3 separate regions of the Hordeum vulgare genome follow, and regions 1 and 2 are each linked to region 3. A link is a contact called in public Hi-C data. All regions are on one chromosome and are shown on one strand. The core of a region is the stretch at or near the end of the contact, and the rest is flanking DNA. Distances in the headings are between cores, read along the strand shown.

The links. A called contact is a pair of places that touch in the nucleus more often than the background predicts.
Region 1: a Hi-C map of leaf shows a contact between it and region 3, with 2.8 times the contacts expected there. The contact joins the promoter of LOC123407999 here to the promoter of LOC123411273 in region 3. A contact is called at or near these places in 2 of 6 Hi-C or Micro-C datasets (leaf and seedling).
Region 2: a contact with region 3 is called in a Hi-C map of leaf, with 4 times the contacts expected there. The contact joins the promoter of LOC123411868 here to the promoter of LOC123411273 in region 3. A contact is called at or near these places in 5 of 6 Hi-C or Micro-C datasets (leaf and seedling) and 1 of 1 datasets of contacts at active chromatin or transcription factors (embryo).

What each region holds. Positions count from the first base shown.
Region 1 is chr7H:524,869,613-524,874,072 of MorexV3_pseudomolecules_assembly, reverse strand. It overlaps LOC123407999 (nudix hydrolase 15, mitochondrial-like), which reads right to left and starts at 1,867. Exons shown (of 5, transcript XM_045101235.1): 1 at 1,490-1,867; 2 at 1,386-1,406; 3 at 1-70. The coding sequence starts at 1,778.
Region 2 is chr7H:525,631,819-525,636,412 of MorexV3_pseudomolecules_assembly, reverse strand. LOC123411868 (ethylene-responsive transcription factor WIN1-like) reads left to right here and starts at 1,268. Exons shown (of 2, transcript XM_045104827.1): 1 at 1,268-1,551; 2 at 1,752-2,678. The coding sequence starts at 1,469. The coding sequence ends at 2,352. LOC123411870 (a long non-coding RNA gene) reads right to left here. Exons shown (of 5, transcript XR_006613346.1): 2 at 4,232-4,594; 3 at 3,277-3,454; 4 at 3,107-3,187; 5 at 2,259-2,348. LOC123411869 (a long non-coding RNA gene) reads right to left here and starts at 1,862. Exons shown (of 3, transcript XR_006613345.1): 1 at 1,776-1,862.
Region 3 is chr7H:525,220,360-525,224,606 of MorexV3_pseudomolecules_assembly, reverse strand. LOC123411273 (protein MKS1-like) reads left to right here and starts at 2,723. Exons shown (of 1, transcript XM_045104203.1): 1 at 2,723-3,938. The coding sequence starts at 2,901. The coding sequence ends at 3,497.

The sequences.
Region 1 (4,460 bases), core at 618-3,117, 350 kb after region 3:
TCCCTTAATGCTGTTGCTGCATCATCAGCATCGCCCTCATCTGCCTTTCCTCCGGGCAATGCAACCTCCCCTGCAAATCTCAAATGGAGAAAACAAAATCAGATAGGGTTTATCCGGCTCGTGTCTAGGTTGGTATCCATTTGAGGACCTGATTGTTTAAATATAAAAGCTAAGACAAGCCAAACAAGCGCTGAACAGAAAGCTAAGTTGAAAATCCAAATTCACTTGTAAGCATATTTGGTATTTGTAGGAATCTTAGGATTTTTGTAGTGCGTTATGGAACTTGTAGCCTTTTCTGGGAGAAAATCTCATATACACTAAAATGTATCAAATGGGGACTATTAAATTATAATGATGTAGAATGCATATTTACCAAGGGACTATTAGATTTTATATACCAAGGGATTTCTCCAATTCGCTCTGTGCTTACCAAAACCTCAGAACCAGCATGTGTGTGCTTGGCCCATGTACATAACAAGTTCTCCAATTTGCTATGTATATCGTTTTAGGCGTCTTTTTGAGTCTTGTTAGAGTTTGTATCCTATTCAGGTATGCAATGCGGTGGCGGCTCCCTGAAGATGGAATAAGGTTATCCCCACCTAGCCCCCCTCCCGGCAGTGTGTCTTGCATTGTCAGAGGGCTTGTGGAGGCGTGTCTCCGACAGGTCTCTCGGGATTTGGTCGGTGTTTGTCTTTGGTGAATCCAGTCTTTGTTCGTATGTGTTCGATCCTTTCGATCTACGCGCCTCTTCACGGGTGATGGTTGTTGTTCGTCTGCATTCGATCTTCTCGATCTACGCTTCTCCTCATCGGCGACGGTTGTTGTTCTGGTGCGCTGGTCCTTTGGGGTCTTAGTACAACGACTTCCCGGCTGTCTACTACAATAAGGCTTGTCCGGCTCCTATGAGGGAGGGACGATGATGACGGTGCGCCTTCAGCTTGCTCCGGTGCTTGTAGTGGTCGCTAGGTGGTCTACGAACATGGATGTAATTTCTGTTACTCCTGGTGTTCTTTGTACTGCCATGATGTTTGATGAATAGATCGGAAGTTTTTCCCGCAAAAAAAAAAAGACACCAACATCATGGTAGTCTAAACTAATTGTACACTATGGTAGCATAACTACCCGCGAGGACTAATTTTTGTAAGAGCTAACTAGAAGAACCGGGAGCCAATGAATTAAGATTAATGATAAACAACAGTCGTTGGTTTACTAGATTAAAACCCATATGGGATCAACAGTACAAACATCTGAATTCTGAAATGCTGCTGAACACCAACGCCTTGTACTAGATTCTGCTTCAACTACCAACCAGAAGCCCAATTCTTGGCTTGAATTCACCTTGATAAAATTCAGAGAATGCAAAAGCGGAATAGCAATCCAGTCACCTACGGGCCGTAAAACGAGACCTGAAAGCGAAATGTAGGATGCTTCAGTCCCAAGTCCCCAACCTAGCGCATACAGTGACAAATTTCCCCCAAAATATTTTTACCGGGGCGCCACGATTCGGATAGATCAGAAGCTGTCACGCAGAAGCGGGCGAGCTGCTCACCGGAGTGGGTGGAGAGGGAGGAAGCGCGCTTGGTGAGGAGGACACGCAGCTCGCCGGCAGCGTCCTGGAAGAGGCAGACCAGCACGGCGGCTCTCCGAGGCTGAAACAGGTTAGCTGCGGCTGGGGTCGCCGCTGTTGAAGGATCGCCGGTATAAGGGGAGGGAGGCGGCTGGTGGAGCCTAAGCCGTCGGATGAGAGCCTCGATGCTCGTGCCTAGCTCCTCCTCCATGGAAGCTTGGAAGGAGATAGATCGGAGGTGTGGGGGAATGGGGGTGCCGTGAAGACTTGTTGGCTGATTGAGCTTGCTGTTTTTTATTTTTTGTCCGTGCTAGGCGTCATCCGGCTGATCCCTCGCGCGGATCAGCCGGGTCAGCCGCCGTCCGATCACATTTATCTGACGTCTGTCAGCGGCCAGCTTTCATGGCACAGTGTGCAGTCCAGTCCGACGAGATGAAGTTTGAAATAAACCCTGAGGTTGTAAAGATTGACACAAACAAACCCTCACCTTCAAATCCTTAAAATTGGTACCCTGTATTTACAGATCCCGGTTAGTCTAAACCTTGCATGAGTAAAATCTTCTTTTTTATAACGGGAAAGGCACAATCCCGGCCGGTTATAGTCACTTACAACATGGTGAGCACGACCACGGTGTCCATCAATGAAGTGTTGTCGTTGTCGTGTCAGCAAGACAAGAATAATACGATGCATCACAAGGGCATGTTACAAACTTGCAATACATCCGTGTCTGACGTCTTGCGTGCGTGTATCAAAAAAAGATCATCCATGTACGGGGTACCCCTGTACGTCATAGACTAGTTCAGGAATGCATCAAGCTAGCCATCCCTGTACGTGCATGTCTTCGGGCAGAACTTCGGTCCTCAGTCGGTGCTTGTCGACATCATCGTGAATACAGAAGAAGCTCGGGTGGCTGTGGTTGTCGTCACCCGTGCCGCGCGTGCCCACAGCCTACGCTTGCTGAGCTGCACCGGGAGGCGGCCATGGCGACATGCTCAAGCCAGTGCGGCGTGAGGAGCCGGGATAGCGGCGCTGCAGCGAGATGGAGTCCTTGACATAGCTCGAGACCCAACCCAGAGCGCGACCGTGTATGCGTGTTGCGAGTCAGCACGGGCCTCCAGTGCCACGCGCCAACCGAAGTGCTCTAACGCGAGTGCGCACACCACGGTGGCTGCGTGCATCGGCCCCGACAACGGCAACGGACCCCTGATTCCCCAGCTCCGAGAGCTGCGGCAGGAGCTCGTCATCGCGGAGATAAGATGCAGCAGGAGTTTCTTGGCGTGAACGGAGCCGAGGGAGATGTTGAACTTGGTCCGGTGATCCCTGATGGTGGCCTTCGTCCTCTTGATGGCAAATAGATTCTCGTCGTTGGCGTCCCGGCTCCTCAGCTGCCTTGGCTGTCATCCACACGGCTGCCATCGCCATCATGGCCTCCATGATCACCATATGGCAGCAGGCTCGCCCCGCTGCCTCTACTCCCGCCGATGCATCGTGCAGGCTGCAGCTCATCAACTCGCCGACACCTTTCAGAAGCATCTACCCCGATAGCCATTGATGTATCTATACGGAAAGGGAACAAGAAAGAGAGAGAGCTGGGAGCGATGAAGAATATGGCTTGACCCGCACAACAGCGAGAAAAGCGAGTTCCCGGTCAGGATTATGCTTTTCCCGGTGTGTCAAATGTATCTAGGGTCAGGACAGACCGGAATCTAAAAAGTCAGGGTACAAACTTTAAAGATTTAAAAGTAAGGGTTCATCTGTGTCGGTCTCTACAACCTCAGGGTTTATTTCAGACTTTACTCTCCTCGTGATCTGCATTGCTATCAGTTGTTCATCTCGTCCATGTAACCTGCCAATCTGGTACAGTGTCTCCTTCGTATCAGCACTGTGTTTGATTGCTTCATGGATCGTGCCATGGGCATGCAGCCAAAGTACAAAAAACACAAGCATTAATGAGAAGAAAAAAGACATGCCGCAAACACAAGCCTTATTGCAATATCTAAACATTTTTTTATTGCGCCTCGTCTGATTTGTTTATTGAGCCTTTGCAACAAGCCTCGAGTTACGTTCAAGCTTTGCATTACGAGCCATGTTGTAATCCCTTAAGTAGTTTAATTTTCTTTTTTCTGTGTTTGATATGCTCGCTATGGCTTTACAATAAGCTTCGTGTTGCGCTCAACGCTTTGCAATAAGAGTGTTTGCAACAAGCCTCGTGTTGGGTGCAATGTTTTGTTAGAGGAGCCTTATTGCAATCCACAAGTTTTCGTTTTTACCTCCGCGATGCAATATAGTTTGTGTTTTACTCGTGCGTCTTGCAACAAGGATCATGTTACACGCAGCTCAGTTTGTGGCATGTGGCATGCAGATGTTGCGACAGACATTTCACGTTCAATCCCTCGGGAAGTGTTTTCAAAAAACAAAACACATAAAGTGCAAATTGACTTGGTTGTTGCAACATTGTTTTGTCACTCCCAACAAATGATTAAAAAATCATTGCACCACTCGAAAACATGTAAAAAAATATTTAGTGTAAGCTGCGGTCGACCTTGCAGCATCCTGCGCCCCGCTTGCAGCTACGATAGTCAGCCCTTGAAGCAACAACAGTCAACCCTTGAAGCGTGAAGCGTCCGCTTGCAGCAATGATACCCGACCCTTGCAATTCATGTGTCCTATGTCCGCCTTGCAACAGTGGTACCAGCCATTGCGACATTGTGTCTCGCTTGCAACAATGAAGTATATCCTTGCAACATCGAGCATCCCTCATTAAACAACGGGTGATCGACCCTTGCAACATCCTGCATATCGCCTTACAACAACGGTGTCTTCCATTGAACCATCATGCGTGTCGCGTGCTGCAACAGGGTCGACCCTTGCAACGTCCAACAAGTCGCTTACA
Region 2 (4,594 bases), core at 19-2,518, 410 kb before region 3:
TAAGTCTTTTTAAAGATTTCACTAAGAGACTACATACGGAACAAAATGAGCGAATCTACACTCTATAATATGTCTATATACATCCATATGTAGTTTCCTAGTAAAATCTCTTAAAAGACTTATATTTAGAAACGGAGGGAGTAGTTCGTTGGAACTTGAATGTCTAGACCAGCGTGCGGAAGTTTGAGAGATAGCATTAGATGGATGGCAAAAAGTGTCAAGATGCCCTTAGCAATAAGAGTGATTTCGAAAACCAAATGGGATTACCACAAAGAGCTGGACGGGTTGGATCCATGGCTCCGGCTCGTCTCTTGCAAATGAGGTCTCCCACGCCATAAATGAGGTCGCCAAGCGTGTAGGTGGGGGAGTTAATTACCGGGGTTACGTACTGGCAGGCAGCGGGGAGGGAGTGGTTACGTTGCCACTCGGCCACAGTTCACCGACAGCCCACCCCAGCAGCGCAACGGGGGGCCCCTCTTCCCTTCCCCCAGCAAGCTCTCGCCGGAGAGATCTTTGATCTTTCTTCTCTCCTTTGGTCTTTGTCTTTCCCTCTGGCTGGGCTGAGCTTTATCACTTGCTACACGCATGCTGTTACAGCTTCCAACCCCACTGCTCCAACCCCCTCCATGGATTACAGCCTTATACAGACAGAGTAGGGGATTGCTAGCTGAATTGCCTGCCCTTTAGGCACCACTACATATGTTGTATACTTGTATTCATATATGGTAGTCAGGTAGTCACTAATGTCACAACTTCCATAGGGAGTGGTGAATTTCAACCTGAAACTGGAGTTGTAACTTGTAGGTCCCGGAAGTAACCATGTCCCAGTAAGATGATGGATAGATTCGGTGTGTGTACTGCATGGTAGTGACACGAAATCTCTGAGAAGCTTAGAGTGGGTGACGCACATGACAGATTGACAGTACCCCAATGTCCTAGCGGAGTACAAGTGAAACAAGGACGGGCATGCATGGAAGCAGCCCAACCATCAACAGATACGTGGAACGCAAGGCACACGTACTCCCAGTCAGTTGAAGTTACTGCCACCCCGGCAAAATCCAATCGATCTCTCTCCCAGTCACACACATGCATACGCCATGTGGCCCTATGTGTATGTATGTATGTATGTATGTATGTATGTATGTATGTATGTATGTATGTATGCAAGCGTAGGTGTATACGCATCCGCCTATCCATCTTTCTATCTAACCACATTTAACGCTCTGCAAGTACAGGGGGGGTCCGAGGTGCAGTAGCTTATATTCACTGGGAGCAGCAGGGCCTTCGCTCCTCCCCACACTAGACTGCTCCGCCTCTCTTCCGTGGAGGAGGCCGGGCTCACACTCACTCACTCACTCACTCGCACTGCGCCACACTGCCTGCTGATCATTCCTTCCCTCCGCTCTGCCCGTCCTCCTCCCTGTCAGAGAGAGAATCTCGCTCGCTCTGCATTCCGCAGAGAAACATCATGGTACAGTCCAAGAAGAAGTTTCGCGGCGTCAGGCAGCGCCACTGGGGCTCCTGGGTCTCCGAGATCAGGCATCCTCTCCTGTAAGCCTCTCGCTAGCTCTCTCTCTCTCTATAGCTGCTACCCCTACTCTCCGGCCTACGACTCGTGTGGCTATCCCACCGTGTCCTGAGAGATAGATACATTGACTCTAGTTTGAATTGCCAACTGCTTTAAGGCTGCTTTCGTTGATTTTCTCTTGATGTGTTCAAAATGCATGCATGTATGTGTGTATGGTTTACAGGAAGAGGAGGGTGTGGTTGGGCACCTTTGAGACGGCGGAGGAGGCTGCGCGGGCGTACGATGAGGCTGCCATCCTGATGAGCGGGCGCAACGCCAAGACCAACTTCCCCGTACCGAGGAGTGCCAACGGGGAGATCATCGTCGCCCCAGCAGCAGCAGCACGGGACATTCGCGGTGGCGTTGGCTCGTCGTCCTCCGGGGCCGCCGGCGCCAGCAGCCTGTCACAGATCCTCAGCGCCAAGCTCCGCAAGTGCTGCAAGACACCGTCCCCGTCCCTCACCTGCCTCCGCCTCGACACCGAGAAGTCCCACATTGGCGTCTGGCAGAAGCGCGCGGGTGCCCGTGCCGACTCCAGCTGGGTCATGACCGTCGAGCTCAACAAGGAGCCGGCCGCAGCGGCACCACCAACGCCCAGCGACAGCACGGTGTCGGCGACTCCTTCCTCGTCCACGTCCACGTCCACAACGGGCTCCCCACCGGAGGCAATGGAGGACGAAGAGAGGATCGCGCTGCAGATGATAGAGGAGCTGCTGAGCAGGAGCAGCCCGGCTTCGCCGTCACATGGGCTGCTGCACGGTGAAGAAGGCAGCCTCCTCATCTGAAGAAAAATATTGCACGGTTAAGAAAGTGTGATCAGGTCACCATCCCAGATCAAGGATCTGGTAGGGTGGTTGGCGCACAAGCAGTTAAGATCATTGCTCCACATCGTAGGTACCAGCCGAGTATCTCTCCATTACGCACTACGTAAAATCAAGCTTAGGAAACGATTAATTACTACTGTGTATGTACGCGTGTGTGTGAAGCCCTGTGTATTTATAAATTAATCAAAGGCTTACTTGTATGTAACTAAGTATATGCCGTCACCGTCATGATAGTCACACTATGTATCAACATCATCAGACTATATAGTACTACATGATTACGTATATATCAATGATATCGCTTTCTAATAAATGTAATAAACACCTTGTAATGCAGTACTCTTGTGCATTTGATTTCCTTTGTTAGAGAACCTCAATGATATCGCTTTCTAATAAATGTAATAAACACCTTGTAATGCAGTACTCTTGTGCATTTGATTTCCTTTGTTAGAGAACCGATGATGTGTTGTTTTCAGCCAAGGTTTCTCATCACCAAAAGGATATCCGGAATATGGTGAGGTGATATTTGCAAACTCTTTAATTGACAAGACAATCGTCTGTAAGCACTGCTCATCCTAGTCCTGTAGTAGTAACCCTAATTAAGAATAAGGTTCCAAAATATGTGTATGGGCTGTCGTATGAATGCAAGCACAAAATTCTCAACATGTATGCGGTATGTTAGTACTACCTAAGACGTTTTGCGAAAACGTCTTACATTAGGGAACAGATGGTGTACTTTCTATAGCTGGAAGGAGTAACAATTGAAGAAAAGAGAGAGCATGCACCCCGAGTTTTCCTGTACACAATCTCAACTCCATTAGTGACCTCAAAGCAAGTGGTTAGCCGAAGAGCATCAATGAGAATATAATTGAGAAGTAAACTCACAAAATCATTTGGTAAGCCAAACCGAGACGAAGAACACAATTTACCGAAAACATCTGTCAATCAATTACTCCTGCGCATGAGACCATCCATCCAATTCCTGGATGTTCCCTTGTGTAACACTCTTGTAATACAAGGGATCAGTCACCATAGAGAATCATCAGGTGCTTTAAGAACATTGCTGCAGGGAAACGGCATCCGTCAGCTAGAGGCCAACTTAAATACGTGTCAGTGCATTAACGTCAACATGTGTTAGTGCATCGAACTTGAAATAATATCAGATTCACATTTCTCCGTATTAAAATAGGTCCAGCTGGGAGATGATCAATAATCAGTAACCATGTTAAGCCTATGACTAGTACAGAGACCATACACACTACTGCACTAGGCTATGTGGACCAACAGATGACCACAAGGCATCAACTAAACCAAGATGTTGCACAAAACCACATGCATACAGTATTATATATGCTGGGTTTTCATACATATATATGCATTGTCACCTTCAAACAATGGCGTTCTATGCTGCGACGCCAATGCAGCACGAGGTAGCAACCAACAGTGTTTTCAGGATAAGATAACAATCATGTATGAAATGTTAAATGGGAAAAGAAAAGGAAGCACTAAAATGGGTGATAAAGATCCATGGTCCCCATATTATTTCCCTTTCTTATTTTCACGACACACACATATAGTCGCAATGAAATGCAAATCAGCTCTACACGGTTGGTTCTATAGGTTGGTAAAGCACGCAGTCAATGCAGAAGGGCCCGGTCAGTTAGTTGGTCAGCCATAAAGTACAATCATGTCAGAAAAAATAAGAATAATAATAGCAGCATGAGGATATATACTAGCTGCCTGCCATTGCTGCATAACACTAGTATGAGGTCTAAGACAGTGGCACTACACATTTAGTAGCACTGCAGTGGTACACAAACTTATGAAACCTGATTAAGACCTTGGTGAAATCCAATGGTGGTGGCCAGAAGCAAAAGCGATGCCAATATAGCGAGATCCCTACTGAGTTGGGATGCTTAGATACAAACAAATCAGTTTGCCTTTCTCGTCATGTCCTTGTTATCAGAAAAAGGTGATCACCACTTCAGGTCTCCATCCATCAAAACATAATAAATGGGCTCCGCACAGCAAAGCTGAAATATTATGACAATTAGTGCACCTTATATGTCCTGCAGAACAAATTGTTAGATATATGATGCTCCAATGATTTAGGGTAGTGACACTGCTGCTGCTACTATATTTTCTGAAAAAATCATACTAGTCTCGCCTTGACATCTTGTGGTGCCACAGTAGCTGGTGAAGG
Region 3 (4,247 bases), core at 1,474-3,973:
GATATATTTTCTAGCTGCTTCTTGTCTTTGAGCCCTAATATTACCTTCGTAAAGCCTTCAGGCAGTTCTTCCATTTCCAATGCATGCAGTCAAAAGATCAAAGCAAGCATGGACCCCCTCTTGCTTCTGAGATTGCCAAGAGCATCGCGATGTTTGCCACAATTGGTTCTCTCAGGTAATGAGGTCCGAACACCTCGACCACGACAGTTGTAAACATGACCATGTGATCTCCGCAAATGCTCTCACACATCCGTAGGTACTCGTCCCCTGAATTAGCGACCGTGTGATATGTAAGCATCCGGAGTGTGGTCGTGTAGTTCTGGTAACCAGAGAACCCAATCGTTCACACGACGTTCTTCTTCAGGATCAAGTAGTCATCATAGGATCGGACGCCATGGTACAAACGGTTAGAGACAGTCATGCGCATCCGAAAACACCGATGAAAATGATCAGCGAAGAGTGTATCGGGGGTAAAATAGTCGGACATCAGTGTCAAATGGTTGTGCGCCTTGTTGAGGTTGAGCACTCGATGACCTTTCAAATTGTGACATGCTCCTCCGCACGCTCCGCGTCTTTATGGACCGCATGCATCATCATCGTCTCATTGAAGTACTCCTCGTCCGACGAGTCATCAGACGACTCCACATACTACTCGTATATGTACTCCAAATCGAAATCCATTGCTAGAAAGAAGAAGGGGAAACGGTTTTCAGCTACGGCAATTAATCGAACAATTGTCACGCATGGTGAGCATAGTAGTGGTAGATGGTACCTAGCAGGGTGGTCGGAGGACAGGGGTGGAATGGTGACGGAGGAGAAGCGGGGTGGAGCCCACTGGAGCGTTGGAGGCCAGAGAGACGTAGAGTTCCGCTAGGGGTGTGGCGTGGCGGCCAATATGGTGGAGTGGCGGTGAAAGCAAGAGAAAAAGAAGGAAGAATAGAAAATGGGGAGGATGAAGGCGCGGTGTTCGGGAAGGGTTTTGGGTGGGCCGGGTGTGTTGGAGTTCATGTTTGGTGTCCGTACTCCCGCGAAGTTCCTCACGTCTATCTCCGGTTTATGGAAGAAAACACATCCGGACGGCCCCACGGAGTGATACAGGCCTGTGTTGGATGGCTTCGGTGGTCCGGACAGCGCGGCCCAGACGGATGCGGGCACTTTGTGGGTTCGTCTTGGAGATGCCCTTAGACTACATTAATGCAGAGTATCCTACATGAGTATCATGCATATGATATTGATGTTTGATACTCTCTTCATCGTGTAGAATATCATATGGTATATGTTTTATTGCGAGATATGTGATAGTGTTTTATGTGGCCTAACTTTCTTTACATGAATGACAGATAGAAATACATCATTAATTATTATGATAAGTAAGAATGATATGATATTGACTTCTTTTTCTTCATTTAATTGTATGCCACTCGCATGCATAATAGTAATTGTTATGATACCCGCCACGGAAGGTGTTATAGTTCAAATGGAGTTTTTCTCAGGAAATGTGAAGAATATTGTTTTGGAGCTGGGCATCACCTTTCATTTACTTTTGAATGGTTTTTACAACAACAAAAAGGAGCAGGGAAGGAAGAAACTTGAAACTCATTGTGTATGCCTACCATCAGCACACAAACTACAAGGCGAAAACATGAACCAATGTGTTAACGAACATAGTCTATTAGTAAGCGACCAATGGACGTCGCAAGGACCAGCAACACAACATGGAATAAAGCAAAAAAGATCATACATTGTCCATCATTTAGATCAACAACCAGCATATGCATGAGGAATTAGTCATGCACATGCACATCATGTGCACAACATTTAGAAGGATCATTTCATCACCTTGCTTCAAGGCATCCATATCTTCCGGTTCTCGAATACTCGTCCAATATTAGTCCAATTAAGAATCTGGCATTTTGTTTCCTTTAGTCTTTGACACACAAATCCTCTTTCTTTTTCAGGACTCCTCTAATTCATAGGATAAGGAAATGGAGAATTAGAAAGAAAAGAAGAGTAGAAATAAGATAGTAATACATGTGTGAAATATAGGATTGGCAAATACAGAAACTCTATAATGTATGGCATTCGTGTAAGTCATGAAAAAAAAATCAGTACTCCAAAATGCTTAATTGCAGTGCAAAAAAAAAAAAAAAGATACGACATGAATCGTGAAGAGGTCAATTGTGGAGAAATTAAAACTTCCTTGTTGGCACAACTATTTGCTTGATCTAGAGCTAGAGCTAATGAGGTTCCAACATGGTACGTCTCTTGCAAAGGAATTTTGGAATGAGGCAATGAGTCGAACTTTCCATTCATTTACTTCTGTCTTGAAGCTGAAGCTGAGATGAGAGAAAGATATCCTCTAGCCCTTCCATCCATCCATTCATGTGAATCAAAGGGGCGACAGCACCGCCGAGTAAAATTCGAAGAACGAAAAATTGACCTGAACAGAAGTACAGAAGACAACGTGTGGGTGTGGCTACCAAACATCATATTTCTCTGTAAATAAAACCGGGGTATTGCACTTCAAACGGGATTGTTCCAGCAGTAAAAAATATATGCATGTGTCGACGACGGAGCACACAACCATGGCTGCGGAGAGAGGCGACCACACAGGATGGAACACGAGGCACGTGCCACGCCGCACCACTCTTGTCTCATTCGATTTAGCCTTTAAAACGCCAGGAAGGAGGCGAGGACGCTGTCCATGGCTATATAAGCCGTTTTGCCCCCGTAGCTGATAGAAGATCGTTACGTTTAACCTCTAGCTGTCCCGATAGAAGATCATCCGTGTCTGCCTGCCTCAAAGTCGCACCTATCCTGCTATCCATTACCCCCGGCCGGTAGCTATCCGCCCGTCGTCGTTGTCGCCGGCCCGTGCGCTCCCTTGTGTTCCACCTCCCATGGCCACCACCACCAGCTACGACAACGCCGACGTCCGGCACAGGGCCCTCGGCGTGCACGGCGCGTCGCGCAAGATCGGCAAGCCGGCGCAGCAGCAGAACCGGAAGCCGGTCATCATCTACATGGTGTCCCCCAAGGTGATCCACGTGGAGGCCCACGAGTTCATGTCGCTCGTGCAGCGGCTCACGGGCCCGGAGGTCGCCGGGGAGGACGGGCGGGAGAGGGCGTCGACGTCGACGTCTTCCCCGGGGGCCGCGACCGACAGAGCCGGGAGGGCGGCGCAGCCGGTGCGCGTCAAGGCCCGCGCCCTGAACCGGCCCGGCCCCGCGGTGTCCGTCTCGGTGACGGCCACGAGACAGCAGCAGCAGAACGTGCCGCCGTCGTGGGCGGGGCCGTCGCCGTCGCCGACGACGGGGTTCCTGTTCCACGACCTCAGCCCGCTCCGCGGCGGGGCGCTCAAGGGCGAGGCGCCCATGGTCTCCCCGTGGCTGCACCAGGCCAGCGACCATTTCTTGAGCCCCGGCGGCGCGTCGGCGCTCGGCTCGCCGTCCGGCTTCCTCGACATCTTCGGGCCGCTATCATCTCAGCAGCAATAATCGGGTGAGGGCCGGTCAACCCGCGACATGGTCAGAAGTCTTTACCAACTCAATATGCATTAGGGTTTTCTGCATGATGGACACGCATGCTCGCTCGCCTCACGCACGAGATGATCGAAATTGGCCCGGCGTTGTCTAGACTGGTTTGGCAAGCTGTAAATTAATTAGTAGTCTGCTAGGTTCTTGCAGTATTGATTTTATGTGTTTGATTTTGATTTTTTTTTGTTTACCTTTGTTTGCAGTTCTTGCTGTACATTAATTGTAATAACCGGTGCACCCATGAGATATGAAATTGATTTATTTGTTGATTCGTTCTAGTTGGTGCTGCAAGTTGTAATTGGCAGGAGCAGCTAGCTAGCTAACTAATGCATTGGGCGATTGAATTGACAGAACATATATGCAGAAATGCAAGATATATATCATATGGTGCTTGACTTACTAGCTAGCTGGACTGCACATATGTGGTTCCATTTTCCCCGCCGTGTGTACATGCGAACCACTTCTGCTCGAGGAAATTAAGCGTGTCGTATTTAAATTAATCCAACGGAGATACGGTGATCTACAGCTTGATCATCGCATATATATGTCTTGTAGTTTTTTTTGGGTAATGTATTTTTCTTGTAGTTGGCATGCAATGCTTTACGCGGCATTAGTCTTTCTGTCGAGGCCTGAGATACATTAAGATGAGCTACATATTGCATAAATGCAGTTTTCTTTCCTTCTACAGCAAGAAAATCAGGTTTGATGATA